Regions from separate parts of the Mus musculus genome. Here regions 1 and 3 are each linked to region 2. Evidence: chromatin contacts called from public Hi-C and HiChIP or PLAC-seq data. All regions are on one chromosome and are shown on one strand. The core of a region is the stretch at or near the end of the contact, and the rest is flanking DNA. Distances in the headings are between cores, read along the strand shown.

The links. Hi-C and Micro-C count contacts between places; a contact is called where the count stands out from the background. HiChIP or PLAC-seq counts read pairs in DNA pulled down with a chosen protein or histone mark.
Region 1: a contact with region 2 is called in a Hi-C map of muscle stem cells, with 2.4 times the contacts expected there. The contact joins two enhancer-like sites. A contact is called at or near these places in 2 of 484 Hi-C or Micro-C datasets (muscle stem cells and uterus).
Region 3: a FOXA1 HiChIP or PLAC-seq map of pancreatic cancer cells shows a contact between it and region 2. The contact joins two enhancer-like sites. A contact is called at or near these places in 1 of 484 Hi-C or Micro-C datasets (muscle stem cells) and 1 of 115 datasets of contacts at active chromatin or transcription factors (pancreatic cancer cells).

The regions. Positions count from the first base shown.
Region 1 is chr3:126,693,968-126,697,622 of GRCm38.p6, reverse strand. All of the region lies in intron 3 of Camk2d (calcium/calmodulin-dependent protein kinase II, delta), which reads right to left. Among named protein-coding and RNA genes, the nearest start is that of Gm15551, 27 kb to the right of the region's middle. Within about 2 kb of position 1,927, at least 200 of the 459 cell types and tissues checked have an H3K27ac peak or open chromatin away from gene starts, as enhancers often do. A contact at or near this core is called in muscle stem cells and uterus, where this site is marked.
Region 2 is chr3:126,383,478-126,387,019 of GRCm38.p6, reverse strand. The region is part of intron 1 of Arsj (arylsulfatase J); the gene reads right to left. Among named protein-coding and RNA genes, the nearest start is that of Gm35408, 5.0 kb to the right of the region's middle. Within about 2 kb of position 1,854, at least 131 of the 459 cell types and tissues checked have an H3K27ac peak or open chromatin away from gene starts, as enhancers often do. A contact at or near this core is called in muscle stem cells, pancreatic cancer cells and uterus, where this site is marked.
Region 3 is chr3:126,830,334-126,834,178 of GRCm38.p6, reverse strand. The region is part of intron 16 of Camk2d (calcium/calmodulin-dependent protein kinase II, delta); the gene reads right to left. Among named protein-coding and RNA genes, the nearest start is that of Gm15551, 160 kb to the right of the region's middle. Within about 2 kb of position 2,483, at least 145 of the 459 cell types and tissues checked have an H3K27ac peak or open chromatin away from gene starts, as enhancers often do. A contact at or near this core is called in muscle stem cells and pancreatic cancer cells, where this site is marked.

The DNA of each region.
Region 1 (3,655 bases), core at 678-3,177, 310 kb before region 2:
CAAACAAAAAACAAACAAAAAAAAGAAAGAAAAAGAAAAAAAAAGAAAAAGAAAAGGTGAACAGGAGAACACTGGGGAGTCTTCAGTCTAGGTACATCTCTAAGGCAAGGCAGAAGCCTCACAGGCTAACACAACCCCAGGAGCAGGTTTGGGTAGGGGTTCAAATCCATACAGTTTTCAGTATAGTATAATGAAGAAGGTATTGATACAATTCCATATGAATATTCTAGTAGGCAACAAGGAATACGTCTAGAGGTAAATGTCAAAGAGAAGAGTGGAGCAAGGAAAGCCAGAATGTTCATAAGATGCCCTTGGACACAGAGGAAGGAGACTAGAAACAAGAAAGTTGAGACAGAGGTGCAAGCTTGAAAACCCAAGTATTGTACAAAAGCCCCAAGAGGTAACTCACTTTTCAAGTCTAGAGGGACTGAGGAAGACTAGAACCAAGAAGGCCCCAGTGGACTTGGTACTACCCAGGAGGGGATGGAGTCACTCAGAGTACTTTCACTCAACAACAATGGGGGCCTGAGCTGAAGACAGACATTCGAGACAGGAAAGGCCTTGATACCCTATGGAATCAGAGAGTCCTGTCCAACACTCAGCTAGCAGTCTGTCTACTGTAGCCATGATCATCACCTGGTAGCAGCTACCGACATAGTTTTGACTTAGGGGCGATACTGTTGCTTCTTCTGGTCCTTGGAGATAGTCAAGACTCTAGAAAATATTTCACAGCTGACGCACATACCTAGTGCGGGCACTTCTTTTACAGGTTCCTGTGAACAGTCCAAGCTTCCCTCACAGGGCTGATGCTCCTGACACAGCTGGCACCCAACTTCAGTATTTTATGCAAATGAAAAGTAATGCTGTTACACAGAGCCCTGGGGGCCTTGTGCAGATGAGGAAGTCAGATCAAAATGTGAACTTCGGAGTCAAACAAACGTATTTGAATCTTGGTTCCACCCTCTGTAAACTAAGCAAGCTCAACCAAATTTAATTAACATCTCTGAGACTCACAGAGTCCCGATTTATATAGGCACAGGATCAGTTACTGACAGTGAACTGAGTTTTAAAAAATGGAGATTTGGTTTCCTGAGACATAGAGTAGTCTGGAAAGTAATAAGATAATTATATGAAATATAAGATAATTATATGAAATGTTCAGAATCAATACGTTTCAGGTTATTACTATCTAAAAAAAATCTACCTATTTTTCTTAAAGCTTTCTTCTTCCAAACAGAATAAAGAACTGGAAGTTTGGTACTCTGTGTAATTATGAAACAGATATTTATAAAAATAAAATACTATCAAAATATCTAATAATTAGAATACTGCTATAAAATAAATACAATAAAGTTATTGCCACTTATTAAAATTATTACACCATCTGCCCTGTGATAAACCATGAGGCTTTCACAGTGATTGTTAAATTTTTTGGTTTGCAAAATAAATACTAGACTTGGGCTACAATATACCCATGAAATAAAAGTGATATGCTACACTTTAAAATTAAGGACAAGGAAATGAAAACACCTCAACAAAACTATAAATTACTTTAGACAGGTTTCTCATGAAGAAATGGAGGGGGGGGTCTCTCTATGCTGCACAACTCAAGGATGAGGAGTGAAGCAATCAAAGAACTATGAACATCCAGAAAAAGAGAAAACATTACAGAAAGATCAGTTATACCGTGGTTCCTCAGTTTATAATCGTCCCAATTAGTAGTAAAATATGTGACATTTCAACAGGAAGGGATTCCTGTGTCCTGGAGCATACGCGGCAAACAAGGCATTAAAGTCCAATAAGGGCAGAGGACAAAAGAACAGGGTCAGAGGAGCTGTCACGGATCCAGGTCATCCACAGAGCTGTTTGTGAAGCCATGCGTGGATGCCCAGGAGTCCAGCCTGCCAGCGTACAGAATGAATTGCCCAGAGCCTCAGCAGTCCATTTCCAGCCTGAGCTGAGACAGCAGTATCAATCACTAGCAGTAGGAAAGGGACTGGAGCGGTGACAGGCTCTTAGGCCAGGGAACTCTGCAGCACAAAGCAAGAACTGTTCCTTTTCTGGCAGCTCACTGTTGCGATCGATGCCTAAGCCAGCGAATGCGTGTGAGTCAGAGACTCTCATGCTCTGCAGTGACCCCAGCAGCCTCTCTTCCACTGACCATCATCTGGTTCTGGGCCTTGATGTGATTGGCTTATTTCTTTTATTAGGGTAATCTTTATGCCTGGTAAGAGTGGACATATTCAGAGCTGTCTGCCTCTCTGTCTCTCTGTCTCTCTCTCTGTGTCTCTCTCCCTGTCTCTCTCTCTCCTTCTCTATCTCTTTATTCTCACTCCCTCTCTCTGCAACTATACTGAACATCCTGGTAAACTGCAATGAGTTTTTAAACTGATTAAAGTCAGCTTCATAATTTAAAAAAAAAAAAGGTTCAAAGGATAATAGGAATTGCCTTATAAGAAATTTGCAGATGAAGATGGATATATTTTCTTCTCTACTCTACAAGCAAAAGCTTTTATTATGCCAGGGTATTTCACTCTGGCTCATGTCCACTGCTGTCATAATGGGTTTCTGTTATATAAAGAGGCAATCACTCAATGAGGGCTATTCTAAATCAGTTCCATTAGAGGGACAACTGGGGAACTCCAGGGATTTGGGGAAAGGTGGGAAAGGAGAGAGCCAAAAAGAAAACAAGACATCAACAACACAATCAAAAGAAACAGGAAGATACATAAATAAGTAAATGCGTCTTCTTGGTTTCTAGGCCGAGATGGAAGTGAGTCTTTCAAAGGATGACGAAGTTGGCCTTAGTGATGCACAGGCCAGAAACTTAAAATATGAGAAAAAGGTAGAGTCAAAATTATTTTAGTGATATTGTATATATATATAAATTCCACAATCCTCTGAAACAAATAGCCAACTTATACAAAAAAAGAATTATGCTGGGCATGGTGGCATAAACATTTAATCCCCACACATGGAGACGTAACCGATCCCTTTAAGTTCCAAATCAGCCTGAACCACAGAGCGAGTTTCAGGCCAGTTAGGGCCACAGAGTGAGAAGTGAGACCCTGTCTTACAAACTACAACGAAAACAAGAATAGAGGAAAGCCTGGAGTGGTTTAGCTAAGGTTACACACAAAATTCCAAAGCCACAGGTGACCAGGAGGTGGTAACTGAGACATAAAGAGACTGGAAACAGACATCTACGGTAAACCTGGGACAGAAAATCTAGTGCCCGGGCAACTGGGAGCACAGCTGAGAGCAAAGCCACTAGAAGACAAATAAACCTGAGCAACTAAGGAAAAGCCTTTCAGGCCACAATAGACCTAGTAGAAACGGGAGCAGAACTAATGTACAAACTGGACTCGTCTTGCAGCATAGGGAGAATTTCAAATTACCCATGGAGTCAACAGCTTAGCTTCTCAGAATACATGAGGTGGCCAGGAGATACAAAGCTGTTTTCCTGAGTCAAGAGAGACTCAAGAATTCAATCCATAGCCCAGAACCCAGTAACCCACGCAGGAAAGTCTTCTAGACAATGAAGCTCAGATTAACCAAACTCACTCTACCATCTATGTTTGTAGAGCCATAGCCTGGCAATGGTTTCTCTCTCTCTTTTTTTTTTTAATTGCATGAAATTAATAAAAAATAATAT
Region 2 (3,542 bases), core at 605-3,104:
TAAGAGATTGATTTATTTAGTGATTTTATGCAAAGCACTGCTTGTACTGCCTATTTAACAAGCCTGACTTCTCTTTTCTACCTCAAAAAGAACGATGTAGAGACATAGCTGAGTCAATAGGTCATTGCCCTTAACAACCTGCTGACTTCCAGATAGGCTTCTGTAAGATCTTGCTTACTTGCAGTTCCCCACCTTGTAGCTTTAGGATATAATATGAGGATATAAACTGGACCCATCTTTGAAGCCTTTCAGGACCTGTCCTGGCTTCGGTCCACCTTTACTGCACTCGCCTCGGTATCAGGGTACTTGTCCAGGAAAATTCCCACATCAGGACCACCACTGTATTGAATGCTTCTATGCTTAAGACACTACTTTATAAAAAACAAAACAACAAAAAAAATAGAGTCTAGTGGGCAAGAGATATATAAAAGTAACAACCAGTGTTTAAAAACTATGGTGGTTTCAATATGCTTGGCCCATGAGAAGTGGCACTATTAGCAATGTAGTCTTAATGGAATAGGTGTGGCCTTTTTGGAGCAAGTGTGTAATTGTGTTGGCAGGCTTTGAGATTCCTTAGTGCTCAAGTTCTGTCCAGTGTAGAAGAAAGCCTCCTTCTGGATGCCTTTGGATCAGGATGTAGAACTCTTATGTCCTTCTCCTGTATCATGGCTGCTTGCAGGCTGCCATGCTTTCTGCCATGATGATAATGTACTGAACCTCTGAAACTTATAAGCCAGCCCTAATTAAATGTTGTCCTTTATAAGAGTTGACTTGGTCATCGTGTCTCTTCACAACAATGAAACCCTAAGACAAAAACTAGAGTTGATTTGGTCATTGTGTCTCTTCACAACAATGAAACCCTAAGTCAAAAACTTATGTGCATTCCAGCAATACAAAGTCTCATCCGTGTTATGACTAATGATCATATATGACTTCATGTTTATCTACATGTATGGAAATTAATATATGTAGTTATAATAAATTCCCTTAAACAGTCATAAGATAATTATTTATATATATATATACACAAACACACACAAACACACACACATATATATATACACACATATATACATATATGTATATATATATATATATCTTCAGACTCCATACCTTGATACAAACTAGTTCCTACATTAAAGATTGGTTGCTTTTCTCTGTAGATATGAACTGATACAGGGAACTGGAGAAGAAGACAGACAATGGCTTACATTTTCAAGGTTAAGTAATATTTCAAACAGGCTTCACTTCTGTGGTTCAAATTCACTTTTCTGATTGATTTAACTGCTTAATTTCACTAATCTGTGGGTCCATCTTGAGAACGCCTTCCTTTTGAGCCTTTGACCTGGCTAGTTCCATAGCAGTCACTCTTTCCTGTGCTTTAGGCTAAAGCCCTCACTTGGTTACCACACTTTCTCCTTTTCTAACCCACCAGCATTTTTAAAAACCTAGAGTCAAAGCTTACAGAGTGTATGCGTGGTGCGGTGGCTGGCTGGTTTAATGATCTTCTGTTTGGCAATTTAAAACATAATAAAAATTTCATTATGATCGGAACTCTGAGCAGAACATTTCTTTTTCAGGCAAACATTGTGAAATTAAGTGTTATGCCACCAGTTGCTGTGGGGATTGTGCTGAGTGGCTCGATGGCACATAACCACATCATCCAGTCGTAGACTGCGGGAGAACTAATTTCTGTTCAGGCTCTGTTCAGCATACTCACTCGTTAGCAGTCCAGCCTCTAAACAGACAGGCCGTTTCTTTTTTAAAAAACCTTCTGTTTAATGTTTCAGATGCACAGGCTCAGATGTGGTGACTCATATTCTCAGCACTGAATCATGTAGCCAAATCTGAGTCAGAGCATAAGGGCCGTTGCAGACCTTCAGCTATCTGAACCTGAGGGAAGTATGTAAACTTGTGAATAACTTCCTGGTCTCAGTGGAGACAGAATTTTTTGTCAGAGCAAGAGAGAACCAGTATGAGACGGTTTTCCTGTTTTATCTTTTCTAAACTTAAAAAGATCTATTAGGACAATCTCAGTCCCATTATTACTTCCCTTAAAAAGATCACAGTGGCCACGTGTGGCATTTAAACAATGGCTTTCAAGCAGCTGCTGTATCTTACTTTATGCTAATTCACTGTGGATTTTTAGGCCATTTGGCAACTACAGCCCGCGCAGGATTAACTATTCCATCAGAATGTGTTTACTTGGCAGCGTATTATCACAGGAATTTTCTTTTTCTCTGAAAGATGAGATAAACACATGAAGCCAAATGGCCTTGTTTAGAGTTGTTCTCCACTTCACATTGTGGTTCTCGTGGATCGGGTTAATGTCACGACACCCCATCCCCTAAGCAGAACTTTCTCTGTGAAAGTTTTAGCTTCTCTTGCTTGTATTCCAAGGTTCTGGGGACCCACCATTAAATAGCATTCTAGCCCATTAGCGCAGCTGTTGGTTTGTTCTCAGTTTGTAACATTGTTGCTATTTTTCTTTCACTATTTTAGTTTTCTTCAACAGGTCCCTTTTCATGTTCAGCAGTGCATTCATAGGACTTAAGGAACAAGGAAGCCAGGTTGGAGGGGTGGCTCGGTGGTTAAGCCTGCCCTTTCAGAGGTCTTGAGTTCAATTCCCAACAACCACATGGTGGCTCACAGCCATCAATAATGGGATCTTATACCCTCTTCTGGTGTGTCTGAAGAGAGCAATGGTGTACTCAAATAATTTTTCTTTTTAAATAAAGGAACCAGGAAACCACGATGAGGCGATGGTAAAATAAAAGTGGCAGACAAGGCTATTTTCATACATGTGCATGGCACCTAATTCTTGCCAGACAGGAGAGAGAAGGAGTGAGCATGAGTAACGGATAGTCACAGATAATCAACAAGCCTTTTCCCTTGGAAGAGTTTGCCCATTATCGCCAATGAAGCTTTTGCCACCTCTACCTAGAAGGGAAAATTGGCCCTCGCTTAGCCTTCTCCAGCTCCTTTGCCAGCATGTGTCTCCAAGGTTCCCCTCCAGACCATGCAGTTGCAAAGGCTTTGTGTTGCTGCTACCAGAGGAAACATTAATGATTCATGTGTTTGCTGGTGTGACAAATTTGAAACTGTTCTAAAGTGTATCATTTCATGAATGAAATGAATTCAAAACGGTTTAATTACAAAATGCTATATATAATATAAATATGAAAAAAGATTGTTATTTAACTATCTTATCTTTAATATCTCTATTTAAATGATACTTTGAACAAGTAAAACAAAGACATTTCATAATAAAATACATGTTTAAGAGCCTGGTGTTCTCTGCTTCTGATACTGATGTGTTATCATTTTTACATTTTCTAACTCTTTTTGATGCCTATATCTGGATCATGATTGCAAGCTCAATGTTTCATTCATTTATTGCATTAACTTGGCAACTTCTCTCCCTAAACATTTTTTTTTAAATCCAGAAGATTTGAAACAATGACCCAGGAGTCCTGAAGCCTGGTAGAAGGTCTGCGAATCTGCCTTGGAAGGCAGTGCTCGGGGTTGGGAACCTGCCAGAT
Region 3 (3,845 bases), core at 1,234-3,733, 450 kb before region 2:
ATGTGTTACTGAAAAATTTAGGTTGTAGAAAGTAACAGAGAACAAACACCTAGCTGCAGAGTAAAGATGGTCGACATCAGGTGTTTACTGGCTTCGTATTCCCTGAGTCAACCTGCCTGGCCCTTCCAGAAGGGGGACATTAACAGGATGATATTAGGCCACCTTATTAAGTAAATGGTCTTTAGTAAACTCTTTAAGTTGCAGCAGAAATATATGAATTGGTGCTACAAATGTGGGCAATAAACAGATGGCAACCCCCTTGCAAAACTATTAAACCCAGCAAACATCAAACATAATTAGTGTCTTTTCCTGTCTAAAAATTGGTAAAATTATTAATGGCTGGTCTGGTTCAGATATCACACCTTAATCAACTTTCTTTCCAACTACACCTGCTTCAAGTTTTCTTTCCTCTTCTTAAATACCTGAAGTTCCTGCACTGTCCCCTTGGTATCCCTGACACCTTAGAATAAAGCATGTGGCTTGTTTGACTGCTGTTTAAACTTTGTACATTGTGTCAACCGTGTCCTCCTATTTAAAAAGAAAGTTCTTTGCAAACAAAGAACATGCTATTTCTTTGTGTTGCCTAAGAAATCTTTGTTCAATAAAATGGACGTTAAATAATTTTTTGAGTTTGATCAGTTGAGACGATGGATAACGTTTTCTTAATTTCAGAATGTTGGTTGTTTTAGTCATGAAATATGTCTAAATATTAATGTTATTAGTTTTAAATATAAATTATGTTTAAATATTAAGTTGACTAGGTTTTCAGACAGGGGGTCACAAAGTTACTTGCAATTATTCTGTGCCTCTTGCTCATCATGAAGATGCTAACCTTTGCTTTAATTCCTTATTGATTGCAGGAACCAATTTGCATATTTTAAATGATCTGATCTTCTGGATTTAATGAAAACTTAAAGTTGCATTTACGTTCAAGATCCTGTTTATCTAAATGAAGTCATTTCTTATTAAAAAATAAATCTGGAAAAATAATTTGACTCCATTAAGACTATCTGACATTACCTCATACCAAATATAATAGTCAGGGGCCTCATAAAAGGATTATTAGAGCTGTCTATATAATGGCTACTAACTATGTAAATGTTTATAATGTAAAAGGATCATGCTTATAGTCCACAATAGTTGCATAAATTCTCACTTGTATGAAAGCATAGAACACGGGCTTTCCTAGATCCTCTACACACTTATAATATCTGTTTTTTTCCCATTTAATTGATCCATATGAATAATGTAGCCATCCTCGGGACATACTGATGGAGTGGTAGCAGATGATAATTCCGTAGCAAGGATGCTGCCAATGGCACATTCAATTTAGTTAGGCAACAGGTGATTCATCTACCTGTTCTTGGCAGCGTGAAGCTTTGGTAAAGGTCCATGATAGCCAACCTGATTCTGGATCATGAAGGACAACTGTGAGAAGCTGCTCAGGAGCGAGAGTGTAGGAGATGTGGCTTCCAAGTGAGAGTGTAAAAGATGTGACTTCCAAGTGAGATTATAGGAGATATGACTTCCAAGTGAGAGTATAGGAGATATGACTTCCAAGTGAGAGTATGGGAGATGTGACTTCCAAGTGAGAGTGTAAAAGATGTGACTTCCAAGTGAGAGTGTGGGAGATGTGACTTCCAAGTGAGAGTATGGGCGATGTGACTTCCAAGTGAGAGTGTGGGAGATGTGGCTTCTAAGTGAGAGTGTAGGGGATGTGACTTCCAAGTGAGAGTGTGGGAGATGTGGCTTCTAAGTGAGAGTGTAGGGGATGTGACTTCCAAGTGAGAATGTAGGAAATGTGGCTTCCAAGTGAGAATGTAGGAAATGTGGCTTCCAAGTGAGAATGTAGGAAATGTGGCTTCCAAGTGAGAATGTAGGAGATGTGGCTTCCAAGGCTCCCTCTTCACATGAGACTGTCATTTAAAATTAACAACCTTTTCAGTAAGTTATAGGCTGGCTGGAAAACTATAATTTGAAACCAAAACCAATCTTTTAATACTAATAAGAAATAAGGAGGAAGAAGGAGGAAGATGAAGAGAGGAAGAGGAGGAGGAGGAGAAGGAAGAGAAGGAGGAGAAGGAGGAGAAGGAGGAGGAGATGAAAGCCAAGTGTTGGTTTTGCGACTTCAGTAGGCAGTTTACAGAGTGTGGACACTTCTGGAACAGTTCCCAAGGTCCAGAAAACCTACATCCTGTCCCACTCAGATGATGGAGTCAGGAGCAGCAGTAGAGAGTGGCCATCTTTCACTCAAAACCACGATTGCCCAACTCCTCCTTGCCCACCCCCATCCCCCACAGCTTTCTGATGTTTTGCTACAGTGGCCTTTTAAGTTTGTTTATGCATGCTCAGAGCCACACAGACCATCTTCTATTTTACTTCCCATGCTGTTCGAGCTGGCCAAGCAACACCCAGAGAGGCCTCAAGGAGGATGCTTCTGTGCTGTGTCACCCTGGAGGCAGTGTGAGTCTTGGCTTAGGAAGGGCCTGGAACTCAGGAATTTCTGAAGTGTTCATTTCCCCCAGGCAAAGGCGTGTGAGTGAGTGAGTCAGGGCTGGGCCTGGCACATGACAGCTGACTCTTGGAAGGAAAGCAGAGGGTGGAAATGAATCACTCATGTACAGTGCTCTGAGGTTAGGAGTCGGAGCTGTTGCCACAAGCTCAGCATCTGACTGACCTAGGGTGTGAGGGTGGGGTGACTGCCGCCTCACTCTCCCTCAGCAACAGAGAGCTGTGGAGACAGTCACTGGGCCACAGCCTTGGCTACTTGTTCTCTAGGAAGGAGGTCTGGTCTTTCTGCTCCCTTTTTCTTTAAGATAGTGATGGCTGTGTTTGAGGATTTCCAGCTTGGGAAAAGAGATGGGAGGAAGGCATATGGAAAAGATGACCCACATCCACAATGCACTTTGCATGCCCGCATGCAAACACATTGGTCCTATTTCTCTCCCCACACTCACAGATTCTTTGACATTTTTTTTCTTTTTTTAAATCAATCGAAAGATCAGAAAATGTTCAGCTCCTAGGCCAAAGAAAGTTGACACAAGGAGTAGCCTGGGCCATCTCAAAGCTACTTTCTTTTCTGGTGAGGATAAAGTGAATGCTGGAAAAACAATTGATTGGCAAGCATCAGGTTACTTCAGGGTTCTTTTCTCTGTGCAAGGATTACAGCAGAGCAAATTTCATTATTGTCTGATAAAGAGCCTACAACTTGAAGATACCCTAAAACACCAGAAGCAGAGGTCTGTGAAAAATCAGGCCAGGCCCCTGATCTGGCCCCTCAAAAACCAAACCAAAACACACACACACAAACAAACAAACAAAGAAACAAACAGAACAGCGCTGAATGCGAGGGTCCCCTCCCCCATTGGAACTATAGGGTAAGTCTATGGTCCTTACCGGTCCCCACCTTCTCTGTGCCCCTTAGCAATCAGACTAGGCCAGATTAAATTAGGTGTGGTGGAATTACCTCCCACCAGACTCCAGGAAGGCTCAGAGAAATAAAAAGCTCTCTTGTTTTCCCAGTTTTCTTAGGGTCGCTGAAGTATCCACACCTCTCTTTAGAAGCTCATTTGTGCATTACCTAGAGGTTGTCTCGCCCGCTCTTCCACTTTAAGCTTCTAACTGGGAGTTTTGAAAGGAAGGCCCTTTCTTCTCTAATGCTGCTCTTGTATGATGCACTGTGTCTCCAAACGCTCCCCTAATGATTCTGTCCCCATCCCCCAGAGGTTGAAAGACGGTCCCGTGCGAGAGACTCTGTTCTGCTTTTCAGCTTTGCCTGTTAGGGTCTAGTGTCGGAACACAGTCACCATCACAGGCACTCAGAGATCTGCAGCTCCTTCCTTCCC